Linked DNA regions of Zea mays: region 1 is linked to region 2. Evidence: chromatin contacts called from public Hi-C data. All regions are on one chromosome and are shown on one strand. The core of a region is the stretch at or near the end of the contact, and the rest is flanking DNA. Distances in the headings are between cores, read along the strand shown. Region 1 has its middle 59 kb from the start of LOC103646939. Region 2 has its middle 13 kb from the start of LOC103646936.

Region 1 (5,913 bases), core at 1,778-4,277, 520 kb before region 2:
GCTATTGGACACACTAGGAGTGTCCGACTACTTCTCTGACAATCTAGTCTACATAGATTACCACTTCCCTCGAAGGTATGTTCATGTTAAATTATGATGTTTTGGGTTTATTTATGTATTCTCCAATTTGTTACACTCGATGAAGGTATCATATGAAGAAGCACATTTTTTTGCAAATTGTAGAAGCTGTTGAACTTAGAAATCCATGGTTAAGGTGAGACCAGATGCAACAGAGAAGATGGGTCTATCATCGTTACAGAAAGTGCATATCCACACTATGTATACTTGCATACATATTTCCAATGGATGCAGTAGATGAGTACGTGCGCATTACTGAGTTGACAGCCATAGAAGCCCTAAACAAGTTCTGCAATAATGTAGTTGGCATGTTGGGGCCTAGTACCTTCGTGCACCTACCATAGGTGATGTTTCCAACCTTTTGCAGGTAAACATAGCGAGAGGCTTCCCTGAGATGCTCGACAACATTGATTGCATGCATTGTGAGTGGCATAACTGGCCTACCTCTTGGAAGGGTATGTTCACCGCCCAAGGGAAGCATCCATCTATGATTCTAAAGGTGGTTGCTTCACACGACCTATGGATTTGGCATGCTTACTTTGGTATGCACTAGAGCAACAACGACATCAATGTCCTACACCAATCACCAATATTTGAGCCAAGTGCATGGGGATGCCCCACCAGTGGAAATTATAGTGAGTACACAACATGGGTTACTACCTTGATGATGACATTTATTCTGACTAGCCTACCTTCGTCAAGATGGTTCATCAACCTCTTACACACAAGGATCATAGGTTTGCTCAAATGTAGGAGTCAAGAGGTAAAGACATCGAGCGTGCCTTCGGTGTATTACAAAGTCGTTGGGTCATTGTTTGGGGACCGTCCGACTAGAGGCATCAAAATCTCTAGCATATAATATAGGTTTGCATTATCATGCACAATATGTTTATTGATGACGAGCGCGACATGGAGTTGCCGTACTAATATGATAATAATGGCAACAATAACAGTCCATTTCCATGTGGTGCACAGGAGCAATCTGAGTTCATTGCCGCACACCATCATCTTAGGGATAGGATCACACCCACTAGGTTGAAGCACAATTTAATAGAATATGTTTGGAACTTGTATGGCGATCCGTAAGTTGATGCATGAATCACAGACTGTTTGCCTTCAATGTCACAAATAACAAATTGATTTAAAGACCAAATAATGTAAATTTCCAAGGCAAAGGCTCAACACAAACATTGGATGAAATGGTGTGCTCACTTCATGTTTGCTGCCCATCTTGCTAGAATCTCACACTTCATGGCTTTATAAAATGACCATAGTGTTGGATTACAAGATTCTAAATCGATTCCAATAATCTGTCCATCTCTCTTTGCCCATGCCATAGCCATGAGTTCTACCACCCACTCCTCTTTCTTGTCTATGATGGCAAGCCAGTCTATTTAAACGAGTTAGTGAATGTTGTCGCCAAGTGTGCCATTCGACCTCTCCTAGTATCCAATCTTCTTCGGTGTCAAATCCGACATCTTCAAGATGTACTCTGCGCTACCGAATGTCGTGCCTTATGACGTCTTCCTCTTGGTAGATTTGTTGATGTCCCTCTCGACCGGCCTCTTGTTATTGGCTACGAAACTGGACATGAACTGCCATCATCCATGGGGGTGGAATCTATATTTTTGGTTACCAACATATCAACATTTTGATTGCCACGTTCCAAGGCTAACCATTTTGCTTCATCCTTGAGCCCTCACAACAATGAGACACAATGAATGACCTTTTTCTCCAAGTTATTGTACAAGGTGATGGCAGCATCAATCTATAAAATGTATCATGTTAAAGTGGTTTTGTGTAACGTACATGTATCATGCATAATATAATGGAATCAGGTTATGTTACCTTGTCGGTATCCAATAGGGCACTGTGGTTTTCGTTGATCACTTGCTGGTGATATGGCACAAACTTGGTAACTTGCTCTTTGGTAAGATCCCGACAGCCTTCCCAGCTACATAGAATTCAGTTCAGGTATGATGCTCCCTTTAACTTGTTGTATTCACTTCCAACAACTTTCTAGAATGAGGACTTATACCCGCAAGAGAAAAGTATGTGTAGCACCCCAAAAATCAAAATCTAGAAAATTTCTCAAACCCACTCAAAAATCAAATTGAAATTTTAAATTTCATTTCAAAAAGTTTGTTTGCAAGTTGATCTCAACAAAGAAAATATAGAGGTCTATATTCTCTCCAAATTCTCCTCAAAATAAGTTACAAATATTTTCCACATGATCCCTTCAAATTCTTTCTTGAAATACTACCTAAATATTTCACCGATATTTCTCCAAATATGTTTCTCCTGAGAAATACCCTCAGAATCAATTTTAAAATCCCTACAAATATTTTCTTAATAATTTTCCTGTAAATCCCAAATTTTTTTTGCATCAGAGAAAAATCATGAAATAAATAAATTTGGGAATACTAAAATGTTATTAACCAAACATAAATCCTAAAACATTAGAATGGAATAGTCCTCTCATGAACTATAATATTCGAGATACTTTCCACAATTTATAAATAATTCTTAAAAGGGAATATGTGTTACTTCTCTAAAAATAAGCAAAACAACATAGGTTCATTGTTATTGATTTTAACCTTTAATTCGATCACACATTCACAAATGATATTCTCCTAAAATGAATTATTCTTTATGGCATGATTATAGGCATTTACTTAAAGGTATGAAATAATAAGATAATAATAAAATGATACCTTTCTATGCATCCATTATGGATTTTGGGTTGTGCATACTTGAATTGGAAACCACAACTCAAATTCGAGTTTGAAATTTCAAATTTGAAATGAAAACAAGAAATAGAAATGAATAAAAAAAATAGTTCTCCACTCCTGGGCCGATTTCTTTTCCCTCCCCTCGGCCCAGTGCCACTTCTCTCACCCACTCGGCCCAGCCAGCCGACCTCCCCATGCGGGCCTGTCGTCATTCCCACTTCCATGTGGACCCCGCTTGCCTGTTTCTCCGCCAGGTGGGCCCCTGTGGCCGGGTCTTCTTCTCCCCCGCGTGACTCGCTCGCACGCTCACCGGTCGCCGGGGAATTCGGGGGCGGTTAGGCCGATGGATTACCTCCGCCCACCTCGGCATAAAGGACCTAGCCGCGACCTCCCCACTCCTCGCATCGTCTTGACCATCACCAGCAGCGAGCGCCATAGCCGAACACAGCCATGAGAGAGAAAAGTCATAGCCGCCACTAGGTCTGCTCGCCGATGTGGCCGTTCGGGGCAAACACAGAGATCTCGGGAGCCGGGGAACCTGCTGGGCGGAAGGAAGACCGGTGCCCTCGTCTTCTGCGCACGTCGTCGAGGTGCGGGGTCCGTCGACCGAAATCGTGCGCAGGCCTTCGCCCATGCTCGATAGATTCCTCTGGCAAATCGCATGGCGCTCGGATGGGTGCGCGGGTTGGTGCGGCCGCCGTGGGATGTCGTGGTGCCCTGGCCAAATGGTGTGGGGGAGTCGGCGATGTGAGCTGATGACCGCCGGGAGTGCGGCCGCCGTGGGATGTCGTGGTGCCCTGGCCAAATGGTGTGGGGGAGTCGGCGATGTGAGCTGATGACCGCCGGGAGCCAGAATCGGTCACGCCATCGTCAAACCCCGATTTGCTGCTCATGGCGTTCACTGGTGGATGTTGTGGGTGGCGGTGCCCTCACCGTGCAGATTGCTGCCGTGGGTACAGGGAATTTCTCCCCGGAATCTTGCCGCCACCGTAGTACCGCGTACGGCCGGGGCCAGGCTTCGGTGTTGCGTCGTTGTTGGTGAGTATCCATCCACCTAATTCCTCATCTCCCTCGCGTTCTCTTTCATTTAGTAGTGATCGGGGGTGTTGCCGATGCGATATGGGGCCTGCTCCGGCGAGCTCGTCGGTGTAAGCCTAGGCGGGGCCAGGTCTGGTAGTGGGGAGGTAGGAGAAGGCGTGAGTGTCGTCCGATCTAGCTCGGACGGATGCGATTAGATGAGAGCGTAACCATTCACGAGAATTAAATCTGAGCCATATATTATCCATACGATGGCCATGGGTAGGTGCTTGGCATGGCGAATCTTGGGTCGTCAGTTGCAAATCCAACGGGCACAATTGCGTACTGGCTCAGGGTTATGCGGATCTAATCCAGACCACACACGGTGGATTCAACGGCCGAAGTCTATCCATACCCCTTTGCAGCGACCATTTTGCTAAAGAGCCCTCCAAGAATTAGCTAATCAACCCGCCGTCCGTATGGATGTAGTTCTGTGTCTTGGGAATTCTTGCGCAGAGATCCCTGCGCTTTCCAATATTTGGCGCACAGTCCAGTGAACCAAGAAAATAATAAAAACAATATAGAAAACGATGTTCACTTGTTCACAAATGCTACGAGTTAAGAACAAGGCAACACAAATGTTAATGATTAACGACCTTCGTCCTTCGAAGCATTATCTCCCTTAGGATATAATGATCTTCAGACGAAGGTAATGAAGGACATACCTTCATCATCTCAATATGTAATGAAAATCAGGTACATATGTTACATACAGATAATATAAATACTCATATCAAATCATTAGATCATCTATCTTCTCATTATATGATCATGAACAAACATTAACGATATTGAGTTACATTTATACCTTCGGCTTGACAGAAGGTAAGAATTCAAGAGTGACGTGCGAGTGAATCCCAGTCAAGGTGAACAGTACAGTGTTACTGTTCATCTATTTATAGGCACATGACACAGCCTGGGTAAAATTACATCCAAGTCCTTGACATTTTCTATTGACTAAGGAATAATCTGTCAAGGACTAAGCAGTCTTTTCCCCTTTAGGTCGGTTTCATTCTCCATCACTGTCTTTGCGCTAAGCCGAAGCTTCATCATCCATAGCTTCGGAACCGACTCATCCTTCTTCCAGAGCGCTCCTTTCATACCATGTGCACCTTCATCTCAAAGCCTAAGGTTCCTGTAACAGTATATTACACTTGGAAAATATGTTAGTCGTGTTTTTGAGGACCTTCGGAAGACGAAGGCCCCCAACAGTAGCCCCTCGCAGTATTAATTTGTTCTTGTATCTAACACATTCAGACTGCGACGTGAACGAAGGCCTTTAGCCGATGGTCCAAAAAAACACCTTCCCTTCGCTAGAATAGCGAAAATCAATGACAAATGGGTCCTGCCAAGTTACAATGCACTAGGCATATAAATAGAAACCCACAGCGGCAGCATTTGCTACACCATTTCTGTTTCTTGCGTTATTTTCTCAAATTTTCAACTCTTGTGTATTAGGTCTCGCTTGATTTTCGAGCTTCGTGATAAAGACAAGTGCTTGTTCCATGTCTGAAGAGAAGAAGATGTCTGAGGAGAAGAAGATATCCGAGGAGGAGAAGAAAGTTGCGGACCCTTTTCTTGCTGGGTTTTACGAATCTATGGCAAAAACAAATATAGAGAAGATCACAAAGGAAATAATGGCGGATTTGTCTGAAGATTCCGACGATAGCGATGACTATGATGTGGAAAGTGGAGATGAAGATTCTGAGGACCGGCCCTGGCGACCAAGCCATACCATCTTCGGAAAGTTGACCATTAAGCAAAGTCATATTGATGCCATGAAGGGAAGATACTTTCGTGACATGTCTATTGTGAGGGTTGGAGGAGACAGCACCGCCCCTGCTCCTGAAGAAAATGAGGTTGTTGTCTACAAAAGCTTTTTGAAGGCGAGCCTTCGGTTCCCATTAAGGCGAGCCTTCAGATCTTTCTTCATCAACTTACTCCCGAAGCTATAATCAGAATGGGTTTGTTTGTTTGGGCTATGAGAAGCCAAGGGCTGGAACCAAGCGCGAAGTGTTTTTGCAGT
Region 2 (5,746 bases), core at 2,917-5,416:
CTTGTGGGTAAAGATGCACAACCTCTGCAAAGTGTAAAACTGGTATATCAGCCGTGCTCACGGTCATGAGCAGCTCGGACCCTCACATGATTAAATTATGGAATTAAATTCAATTTGTCATATGCATTGCATTGTGGGTGTTGTTATCAATTTTGATCTACTACTTATTTGGGTTGGTATCTACTTATACTTAGTAATTGCTAATAAAATTTTGACCAACTTTAAAAGCAATGCTCGGCTTCAACCATCCTCTTTGGTCAGCCTTACACTTCACATGAGCTCCCACCTTTGGTGAGTTCATTCACATTATTCCCCACAACTTGTAGAGCGATGAACGTATGTGAGCTCACCCTTGTTGTCTCACACCCCCCACAGGTCAAGAACAGGTACCGCAGGATTACGCGCATGAAGGATGATACGATGAGTTCGTGAGTGGTCTAGGCCGTCGTCTCCCAGTCAACTTTGGGTTGCTGGATCGTTGTCTTCATATGATGTAATTATTTATTTGTTTTGTACAAAACTCCGATTATATAATAAAGATGTGATATTCGTTTCTGTACCATGAGTCATCATATGTGTAAGACTTGGTCATAGCTCACATGGTGATTATCTCGCGCCCGGGTCTTGGAGCCCCCGAAACCCGGGTGTGACAAAGACCTTCAGCGGCGTAGGTCGTTACCTTTAAGGGCCTCAAAATTGCTTCATGCACATTGGCCATTCTTTTTTCCTTTCCTAGGAGTTCCCGCTGGAGCGGTTGCTATCTTTGATAGCGCTTGTACCTTCAGCTGTTCTTGCCCATGGCTCTTTTCCGAAGCTAATCCCAAATGAATGGGTGGTGGGGCACTCACCCCAGTTGCCTCGATTCTTTTCATCTCACGCTCAACAATTGCAAAAGTAACATTAGACCAGAAGTGTTTTTGATTCAAATCAATGAAAAAGTATTACCTTCAAAGCTGGGAGGGTCACTTCAGCTGCTTTGGCAACTTCTATCTTTGAAGTCCCTGTAGGAGGTAGTTTTACAGCCATTTCTAAAAAGTATGACTTCGGCCGGTGGGTTAGAATTTTTGTCTTCTTTGGCTTCGACGCGGTGGAGGAAGTCGTCTCTTCAATTTTCCTTTTTATCCTCTGCTTCCGTGCGAGAAAGCAGTAGTCAGGATAGACAAACCCAATAACATCAAACACTCTATTCAACCTTCTTTTTCCGCGAGCACCAAAGGCAGTGTTCATGGCTTCATCTTCAGCCTTTGTATAAGCCCCCAACAACTCCTCACTAGTCGCTTCAATAGCATCAAGCCATTCATCATCTGGCTCACCAAATTGACTTCTATAGCGATAGGTATAGTTCAGGTAACATAGGCCACCTTCGCTTGAGCTAGCAGTCATCTCCTTCGGCATCTCCCATTCGTTACAAGGGGCCACACTTTGAAGGCTATGTGCTCTTGGACCAAGTCTCTAGTACCAATGTAGCTACACACAGTGTTGAAGGCCACCAGGCATGCTTGAGCCTTTTCGCTATTCACGATCAAAGGCCTTCTGATGTCGAAGCGTGATTGTATAGGTCGTTGAATTACATCCTTCACATCCTTCCTCTCAACTAAATCATTCTTAACATAGAACCACTGCTTCATCTAGGACCCTGGCCACTTTTTCCGAAATATTGGAATAGGGCATCTCGTGTCGGAACGATATACGAAGGAGTAACAGCCAAAGTTGCTATGATATTGTTCCTTCCCAACTGCCTTCGTCTGGCAGGATAATTCGTGTATATTGCAGAAGCAGACGTCGTCTGGTTCCAGCCCTTGGCTCCTCATTGCCCAAATAAAAACTCCAACTTTAATCAAAGCTTCGGGAGTAAGATGATGAAGGTATATTTCGAATCTCTTTAGCACTCCAACTAGCATTTTATGCAAGGGAAAGTGAAGGCCAGCCTTCATAAAACTTTTGAATACTACCACTTTGTCTGCTTCAGGAATAGGAACAAAGTTCTCTCCTCCAGCCCTCACTATGGATATATCATGGAAATATTTGCCCTTCATTGCTTCAATATGCCCTTTCTTAATAGTGGATTTTCCAAAAAAAAATATGGCTCGGCCTCCATGGCCGATCTTCGGCGTCCTCTGCACCACTCTTGAAATCAAGGTCATCGCTGCCCTCAGAATCTTTAGATAATCCATCTAGAATCTCATTGGTTATCTTTTCAATATTAGTCTTCTCCATGGATTCGTAAAACCCAGCCAGTGCGGGGTCCTCACTCCTCTTGTCTTCGGTCGTCTCAGCTTTGGTTAAAACAAAAGGCCGAAGCTCGAAAACAGTCGCGGTTACAGTGGTAGCAAGCTAAACAACAAAGCCAACAGAACCTTGATAGCACGAAAACATATTTTATCACAACCCTCATATATATATATATATATATATATATATATATATATATATATGCAAAGCACTACTACAAAGTGACCCGCATGGTTCAGAAGGTTTCGCTATTCTAGCGAAGGGAAGGTGTTTTTTTGGACCTTCGGCTAAAGGCCTTAGTTCGTTTTGCAGTTTGAATTTGTTACAAAGAAACAAACTAATAATACGAGGGGATATTGTTGGGGGCCTTCGTCTTCTGAAGGTCCTCAAAAACACGACTAACCATTTTTTATCAGCATATTACTAAGTGTTACAAGAGCTTCGGAATTAGAGTAGCTTCAACGCAGAACGGTGGAAGCATAACGAAGTTAGTTTCGTCACAACGACACAGGAAGCCGATACAAGGACAAGGTGTTATCCAAGTTGCTAAGTCAAAAGACAATGTTGTTCCTGTGATATTTGTAAACTTTGTGTGTAATCTATGAGGGCATGAATGTAATATCGTACGAAGCTGTACGACTCACTATAAGTAGATGAACAGTGCCCTTCATAAAGTACCTTTTTTACGGACGATGTAATTGTTGTGTAATTCTCTCCCCATGGCATATTTGTTGTAACTCTTCCTGCAACTACCAAAGGTACACTTGTAAAGTTAATTTGAGATAAGAGGAATATATCTGGAAGATATCTTGATTGAGTTATCATATCTGAACTCTTTTGTACTTATACGTTCATTTATACATTCAATACTTACCTTCATTACTGAAGGGGTTACCCCAAAGGGTTAACTCCTTCATGACGAAGGTTATATATCTCTTTAATACTGTGTTGCCTTGTTTTTGATAATGTATGGCGATCGAAAACGAGTGATCAACAACAAGGAATGGTATTCAATTTCTCAAAGAAGGAAATGCATCAATAGTTTATCACACAATTCCTATCACCTAATGCATCATTCAAAGTTGGTGAAACTTTAAAATACAAGGAAAGGTAAATGCATCGGGGCTTGCCTTATGTTGTAGGAGTTTCTGCTTCCTCGCCACAGATGTCGAAGTAAAAGTTATTTTCCACTGGAGGATTCTTGGTCTGAGAAACAATCTCTTCTTCTACTATGTACTCTTATTCATGTTCTATACGTAACAATACAGCTATATGAATGCTTATGCTATGTCATGGATATGCAACTGTATAACAAAAGATACTAAGTTGTGTCTTGAATACAACTTTCCTTCACGGTGCTTATCATCTATAAAGACTTCCTAGCTAGATACCCCTTCTAAGATTAACTTACTAACATTTTTAGGCTAACAAGTGAAGGTAAGTGTACTAAGTTAAATTTTTATTTACAAAAATACCTCTAATTCCTTTGGTATTAAAATGGTTACCCCATTAGACCGTTTACTGATTTTCTAGACAAATAGTGTCCAAACCAATTTAGACTTCATGCAAAATTTATAACCAACATTTTAAGTTTACGCATAAAATTTTATGATTTTTGGGATTACTAAAATATTTCTAAAATTTTGAGAAGCCGTATTTAAGTACCTTTAAATACTACATAATTTAGAGTTTGAAATAAAAATCTTGGAAATATTTTTATTAAATGCTACTTGATTTTAGGAGTCTAACAAAATTGGTCTCATATTTTTACCATTTGCCTACCATTTTCTACAGATTTTGCAAGCAAGCAATAAAAAGAAAAAAATAAAACATGAATAATATTGGGTCGAATTCAGCCCAAAAGGCCTAAGTCCACGCAGAAAACTACGTGCGCGGCTGCGCCCACACCCGCGCTCGCTGATTTGCGCGGAGGCCCCTAGGCATTTGAATAACTAGAAAATAATCCTGGGGCACTATTCATATGTTTCACTAACAACTACACAAAAGTCATCCTATTTCTATTTCTTCATGGCTCCAAATCCTCAACGCCGCTCCGGTCGAACCCCTGGCCGGAGTCGTGGGTTCCCATCGCCGGCGACCTATTCTGGCGGTAGCGAGTACAAAAGCTCCATCTCTAAAGCTATCCGAGCACATCCTATGGACTAATTTGACTAACTTGCCACTAACATGTGTCTGTCCGCGACAATGGCAGAACAAGGACTCCAGCGAGCCCGTTCTGGGTTACATGAGCCGGTAGCGTTCAATCAAATGACTCGAAAAGAAGCAGTGACCTACTAAGGCTATGGTGCTTATGTGAATTTGGACAGAGACAATTCGGAGTGGTCGGTCGACGTGAGCAGTGTCAACGGCGGCGTTCCTTGTGTCAACATCGTGTTCTAAGAGCTATAGCACGGTACCGTTCAATTGACCAAGACCGGGATCATCTAGGGGTCAAAGAGGTACTAAACTGAGAACTAGAGGGACACAAGCTGACCTAGGAAAGGCTAGCCACGACGAGATGTCTCATGACGTCGTTCCGGCCGATTCTAGGGAAATCTGGAATTCACGAGCTATGGTTGATGATCTGAGGTGAGAAGTGGTGCGCTAGGTGCGTAACAAGAGGGCGGAGCAGGGAGGGCACTCAATTTAAAAGGATTGATCGCTTGCTTCGCTAATTTGGGACAGAAGTGCCCACGGCAACGCTCAGATTTTTCACTGAGGTCAGTCGTTGTGACACGCAAAGGCGCAATGGCTCGGGAATGCTTACTTACTGCTCACCACCGTCTCGGGTACGTGGTGAATTAGCCTATGGCATGGCATGACTGGGATCAATGACAGCCATGACGCTATTGGCCGCTCGGCCACGTTGCGGAGCAAGTGAATCACAGTCGTCGAGCCGGTGTTAGAGACCACATTCACCTCCCCCATCTTTTCACGCCAACGTTTATCCACGCCGAGCTTAGCACGATCTTTACCGGCGAGCGCGAATCACGACATGGGGATCGGCGGCGAGGCGCACTGCTTCTATGATCTTTTTTAGGTATTGTACCATGCCATCACTCGTTCACCCGTCTAACAGAGCAAGTTTGGGGGCAATTTACTTCCATTTCCCAATCGCAACATACCCCTCTGTCTTCAGCAAATTTGTTCTCCTATATAACATATTCAACTTTGCCACAGAGATCATGGGCTTAACCTCATTGGATCATCCTTAATTTGACTCCAAAGTCGGACTAGTGCCACGTCAGTCTAGGTTCAGAGTATCCCTTCGACTGACAACCCGACTTTGGGAACATTTTACACTAGGTTCCGTATAGTTTTAGGGCTAAGTCACTTTATCAAATTTGTACTACTATAGTAGCTCTACAACTTTGTTATGGTGACTTATAGCAAACTCCTCATGGTTCAAGAAATGCAAGAGCCCAAAGTTAGCACATCTACACTGAGAGTAGAGATGCTTATGGACTTTTTGCAAATTACTCCAAGTTTCACCACAAAACTTGAAAATCTCCAA

Evidence for each region. A called contact is a pair of places that touch in the nucleus more often than the background predicts.
Region 1: a contact with region 2 is called in a Hi-C map of leaf mesophyll, with 2.5 times the contacts expected there. The contact joins two enhancer-like sites. A contact is called at or near these places in 2 of 25 Hi-C or Micro-C datasets (leaf mesophyll and tassel).

What each region holds. Positions count from the first base shown.
Region 1 is chr2:128,094,420-128,100,332 of Zm-B73-REFERENCE-NAM-5.0, reverse strand. No RefSeq gene overlaps it. Among protein-coding and RNA genes, the nearest start is that of LOC103646939, 59 kb to the left of the region's middle. Within about 2 kb of position 3,027, at least 19 of the 20 cell types and tissues checked have an H3K27ac peak or open chromatin away from gene starts, as enhancers often do. A contact at or near this core is called in leaf mesophyll, where this site is marked.
Region 2 is chr2:127,578,326-127,584,071 of Zm-B73-REFERENCE-NAM-5.0, reverse strand. No RefSeq gene overlaps it. Among protein-coding and RNA genes, the nearest start is that of LOC103646936, 13 kb to the right of the region's middle. Within about 2 kb of position 4,166, at least 4 of the 20 cell types and tissues checked have an H3K27ac peak or open chromatin away from gene starts, as enhancers often do. A contact at or near this core is called in leaf mesophyll, where this site is marked.